2 separate regions of the Tursiops truncatus genome follow, and region 2 is linked to region 1. A link is a contact called in public Hi-C data. All regions are on one chromosome and are shown on one strand. Each heading gives the region's core, a stretch centred on a gene start, on an enhancer-like site or on the middle of the called end of the contact. The rest is flanking DNA. Distances are from core to core; before and after follow the strand shown.

The links. A called contact is a pair of places that touch in the nucleus more often than the background predicts.
Region 2: a Hi-C map of spleen shows a contact between it and region 1, with 5 times the contacts expected there. The contact joins the promoter of ZNF317 here to the promoter of TSSK6 in region 1. A contact is called at or near these places in 2 of 2 Hi-C or Micro-C datasets (blood and spleen).

Annotation. Positions count from the first base shown.
Region 1 is chr3:160,693,050-160,695,907 of mTurTru1.mat.Y, forward strand. It overlaps TSSK6 (testis specific serine kinase 6), which reads right to left and starts at 1,276. Exons shown (of 1, transcript XM_004312328.4): 1 at 1-1,276. The coding sequence starts at 539. It overlaps NDUFA13 (NADH:ubiquinone oxidoreductase subunit A13), which reads left to right and starts at 1,364. Exons shown (of 5, transcript XM_033854061.2): 1 at 1,364-1,502. The coding sequence starts at 1,409.
Region 2 is chr3:160,952,132-160,955,033 of mTurTru1.mat.Y, forward strand. ZNF317 (zinc finger protein 317) reads right to left here and starts at 1,270. Exons shown (of 7, transcript XM_019930791.3): 1 at 1,107-1,270.

The sequences.
Region 1 (2,858 bases), core at 26-2,525:
GGCGACGCGTAGGCGGCCGAGCCGCAGTAGGTGGTGCTCAGGTCGGGGTAGCCATGCGCCTGACGGCCGAAGCCGAAGTCAGTGAGCTTGACGCGGCGTTCATCAGGGCTCAGCAGCACGTTTTCGCACTTGAGGTCGCGGTGCACCAGGTGGTGGTCGTGCAGGTAGCGCACAGCACCGGCAATCTGCCCGAAGAGGTCGCGTGCCTGCCCCCCGGGGATGCGCCCGTTTCGCTGCACGGCCTGCAGTAGGTCGGTGGCGGCCGCCTCCATCACGATGTACAGCTTCCCGTTGCACACCTCGATGAACTCGAAGACGTGCACGATGTGCGGGTGCCGCACGCCCCGAAGGATGGACAACTCGCGTGGCAGGAACTTGTTGACGAAGTCTGGCGGCGCGCGCCGCCGGTCCACCACCTTGATGGCCACCGGGCCCTTGTATTTCTTGGACGTGGCCACCTTCACCTTGGAGTAACTGCCCTCGCCTATCGTGCGGCCCAGTTTATAGCCGAGTTCGCTCAGAAGCTTGTCGCCCGACATAGTGGCGCCTGAAGCGCGTGGGGAGCAGGAGGCGGCTGCTGTCAGTGGGCGGCCGGACTCCTATCTCGGGCCTAACCCATGGCACTTGGCACCTGCACACCCCCACCCCCATGTGCCCACTCCCGGGCCCCCACCGCCGCGGTGCCCTTTATTGCCTAGGTAACAATTTCTGCCTTGTGAAGTGAACGCGGGCGTCACCCCGCCTCGGGGTGGGGCCCCAGACCCCGCCCCGTGGTGCCCCCCAAGGCCCTAGCTAGGGCTTTGTGACTCATGATCACGCTGAATGGTCCAGTTCCCGATGAGAGGACACTAGCAAGGAGTCCCGACCACCACGGGGAGTGGAATCCGTGCCTGGGATTGGGTCCTCATGAGTCCGAATTGGCTCCTCATGAGTCCGAATCTGAGTAGCAGCCGTCCCCCAACTTCTGTACTCAGCCCTGACCCTGTGAAGCCCTGGGCTGCCCACAGGGCCCCCCGAGGGGGAGAAAATGGGGAAGAGATCTGAGGGTTTCTAACTGGCCTGCACATCGCCCCAGAGGTAAGGTGAATGGGTGGTCCTTTGGTGCAAGGACCCTGGCGACCGGCCGGGCTGCAGGCTTTGACACCGACTAAGCCACGCCCCGTGTGGGAGAAGAGAAAATAAGGACTCTACGGCCGCAGCTGGGGCGTGCAGTCGATCCCGGGCCCAGCTATCCGAGCTCTCTCACGCACTGGGGTAGGTAGGTGCACCGGGGTAGGTAGGTGCACCAGCGCCCTAGGTTTCGCAGCCGTGTGCGAGACCGGCGCGACAGCTTCCGCCACACTCATTATGGCGTTGGCCGCCGTTGCGTAACTTCCTCCCGCGACCGGAAGTGCAGGGTCCTGTAAGTATGGCGGCGTCGAAGGTGAAGCAGGACATGCCCCCGCTGGGGGGCTACGGCCCTATCGACTACAAGCGGAACCTTCCGCGTCGGGGACTGTCGGGTCAGTGTCGCCCTGCGCCGGGGTGTCAGGGTCTGGGCCTTCTGGGTGCCTCGGCGGGGTCGGGACGCCGGGGAGTCTAGCGGGCCTCAGTTTCCCTCTCCATATGACGGGAAGCGGAGTTCCAGGATCCCCAACAGCTTCAGTACTAACAATAACGACAACTGCTGCAGTTTGTCGAGCATTTACTAAGCCCTTTGTCTCCTCGGAACAGCCCAAGAGGTCGGTCCCGTTAATTATTCCCATTTTACAATTGATGAAACTGAGGTTAATTTAGCCCGCGCCGCGATCCTTCCGCCACGTTCCAGTTTCACAGGTGGGGAAACTGAGGCCCGAGAGAGGATGCGACCTCCCCACGGGGCCACCCAGAGCAAAGCTGGGGCCGAAACCCGGAATACCGAGGGAATTTAAAAGATGGTCTGAAAAAAAAAAAAAGAGAAGATGTTCTGTGCAGTGGTTCCTCTCTGGTGGCCCCCAACTTCAGGCTGTCCCAGAATTATGTGTTCTTAAAATTGTCCAGGGTTCTAAGTAACGTTTTAAAATTTTTTATTGGGTTTAACAAAAAAATGTAAGCGAGAAAGTAAAAGGCGCCCATACTCTGCACCCAAGGATAACAGAGAAATACAAAAAATGTAAAACGAGTTAAGAATGAATACTTTGTTGCAAGTCATTGAACTTTACATTTAACCATGCGCATGTTGTGCAAATTATGCCTCAATTAAAAAGCAAAAAAATTCATGGGCATGGTTTCAAAAAAAAAAAAGTTATAATTCAGACAGTAGAAAAGTCACTGTCAGGTGAAAACTCAGGTCTTCTCCTGCCCCTTCTTGGCTTTTTTCTAATCCAGAACAAAGGTTGGCAAACTTTATCCGTAAAGAGCCGGCTAAATAGTTCGTGCTTTCTCTGCCAGATGGTCTTTATCCACTATTGCTGCTTTTTTTTTCAACTTTGCAAACCTAAAAGTGTTCTTAGCCCGAGGGACATACAAAAACAGGTTACAGACTAGATTTGGCACCACGTGGGCACTCGACTCTAGACTCATTCCTAGATTCAACAAATATAAAGCAATCTTTGAGTCTCTTCTTGACACCCAGGTCAGTGCACTTCTCGGGTGTGTGACATGAGGTCTTTTATACATGGATAGTTCTGTGACCAGGCTGCAGAAGGACCCTAGCCCTTGGGTCTCCCTGGGCTTCCCACAGTCAGCATCTCTTTCATTTTTAAGTGACAAATGTGGCCCATATCCCGGTCCTCTATCAGTTAATAATACAGCAGTGCCTCCCGTGTGCCTCAGATACCACCAGTTGGGGTTGGGTCTCCCATCACAGCCCTTGACACCAACTTTCATTGCAGCACATA
Region 2 (2,902 bases), core at 20-2,519, 260 kb after region 1:
ATATTCAACACAACTTGAAAACAAAACCCCGGTATGTGGAACTTCGTAAACTGACTAAAATTTGAGTCACAAAATACCTGAAAAAGAATGGGTAGGTAGGTGCATATAATCTTCTACAAGATATTTGGAAATATCTAAATTAAAATGGGTACTTCCATCAATATGGAAAGAGGGTGTCTCTGAAAATACTTTAGTGTAAGTCCACCTACAAGTAATTACCAAAATTAGTAAATACATTTTTGAGAAAACATATAAGCAGTAAAATCCAGGAAGAAAATCATGGGGAAAGAGAAAGACGCAGTTTAAGAGAATACAGGTTTCCGAGGTTTCAAATACTTATTTTTCTTGGCCTGGTTTGCAGATTCACTTTATTTTTCTTTTAATTTTCTGTGTTTTCATATTTTTGTGGGACATATATGTCCTATATTCTGATAAAAGAATTATTTGAAGGGAAAAAAATAAACAGGAAGTACCAAATAAGGTGGTAAAGATCAACGCAAAATATTAGTAATCACAATAAATATTAATGGACTAATTCTCAAATTAAACAACAATGTTGAAGTGCATTTTAAAATCTAGTTATAAGCTATTTACACGAGAGTCAACTAAAGTAAATAAAGATAAATAACTGAAATGTTTAAGTGTAAAAATTATTCAAGATAAATGGTAACAGAAAGAAAACCAGTGTGCTCCTATTAATGTTAGACAAAGCTGACCACAAAGCAAAAGGTAGGTAGTTTATCCTTGCGGTCTCCAATTCCTGACACACACACACATACACACACACACACACACACACACACACACACACACACAAAATAATGTCCTGAATTCACTTCGGCCGGGCTTTTCTGTCCCCATCCCAAGATGTCAGTTTTTTTTGGACCAGATCACCAGTGCCTCCCCCTTGTCGCTAAATACAGTGGTCCTAAACTTCATCACTAGCGTTTCATACCGCTTATCACAGGATCTAAAACACACTCTTCCTGGCTGCCTGGCTTCCCGGTCCCAGGTCCCTATCCCCCGATACCCCTCTCTGCCTTATGGCCTCTCTTGTCCTCAGGAAAGCGGGGAGTAAAGGGTTAAGTGAGGAAAGCGGGTCTTACATCACGGAGGGTAGAATCACGGGGAGCAGAGGTCACGGAAGCTGCTGCCGAAGGGACGAGAAACTCATTGAAAGGTCCGGTCTGTCGCGGGGACCAACAGCTCGGAAGTAGCCGCGGTGGACCGCTCCTCTGCCCATGTGTACAGCAGCAATCGCCTCCGGAGAGTAATGGCTTCCGCTTCACTTCCGCCTTCTAAGTGTCGCGGGACTTCATAACCGGCCTCTAACCAGGAAGCACAGACGGAAAGGACTCTGGGAAATGTAGTTCTGGAGTTTAGACGGGCATGGCGGGGGTACCTCGGTGGAAACTGCGGATGGCGCTAATTTCCCCCCAACTTCTAATTGTTCAAGTGCCTCGGGACTCAGTTCTCAGGCCTCTTTTCGTCTTATAATCCCTGTGGTAGCACTGAATCTTACCTCTTTAAGTACTGTGTATACACTCAAGAGTCAAAATTCCATCCCACACCTCTGCCCTGAATGCCAGACAGAATGAGATATTCTCTCTCCACTTGGGTATTTTAGAGACACATTTAAAGTCCACAAATCAAACTCCTGACTCCACCTTATCAACTTCAAATAATAGCAACCCCACCTTTCACATGTCCATTGTAAACCTTGGCAACATCATGGACCCTTCTTTGTCCCATTGATCCAACAGGCAACGCTCAGCTCTACCTTGACCATCAATCCAGAATCTGATTGCTTTGCCAGAAATGTTTTTCTTGTTTCTGAGTCATGAAAGATCACAGCAGGACTTGAAACTGGCCCTCCTGGGCAAAACACCCTTTCTGGGTCCCCCATTTCTTATTTGTAGGATGAAGGCTTCAGCCTCCTAGACTTTCCCTGAGTTCCAAATGGCAGATTCAAACAGCTGCTAATCAGGGAAACAGGGAATGCAGAAACAATGGAGGAATAGTCAAGAAACTATAGTGCAGTGATTAAAGCAAGATCCTGATCCTCCTCAAGGGATATACATAACAATATCTTTGAGTTCTTTTGAACGAACTAAGGTCCCCAATAAGGCCCCCACCCAAGTGGACGATGGTAACTTCTGACTGAGCACAAGATTCCTTTAACACCGCCCTGTTACCTCACCATCAACCAATCAGAAGAAAGTCAAAAACCCTGCAGCCCTCACCCCCAAATTTTGCCTATAAAAACTTCTCCCAGGAAACCACCAGATAGTTCAGACTTTTCAAGCATAAACCACCCATTCTCCTTGCTTGGCCCTGCAATAAACCTGCCTCTGCTCCAAACTCCAATGTTTTGGTTTGTTTGGCCTCACTGTGCTTCAGGCACAAGAACTTGTGTTCAGCAACAAGAGCCTTTCAGTAGCTCTGAAGGGACTGCTTCAAAGAGGTAGGGGGAGAAGCCAGTATATATATGATTTTTGGCTAGGGAATACATGCAGTTAAGCACATATCTCGGTAAAAGATTATTACTACTCACAAGGAACAGATATCTCAGTTAATGATTTTAGTGCTTTTCTATGTATGGGAAGATCCAAGAATCTGGGTTCATTAAATTTCTTCTTGAAATATACTATCTAAAGGGCCTGTTTTCAGGCTTCCCTGGTGGCGCAGTGGTTAAGAATCTGCCTGCCAATGCAGGAGACACAGGTTCGAGCCCTGGTTCAGGAAGACCCCACATGTCGCAGAGCAGCTAAGCCTGTGCACCACAACTACTGAGTCTGCGCTCTAGAGCCCACAAGCCACAACTACTGAAGCCTGTGTGCCTAGAGCCCATGCTCTGCAACAAGAGAAGCCACCGCAATGAGAAGCCTGCGCACCGCAACAG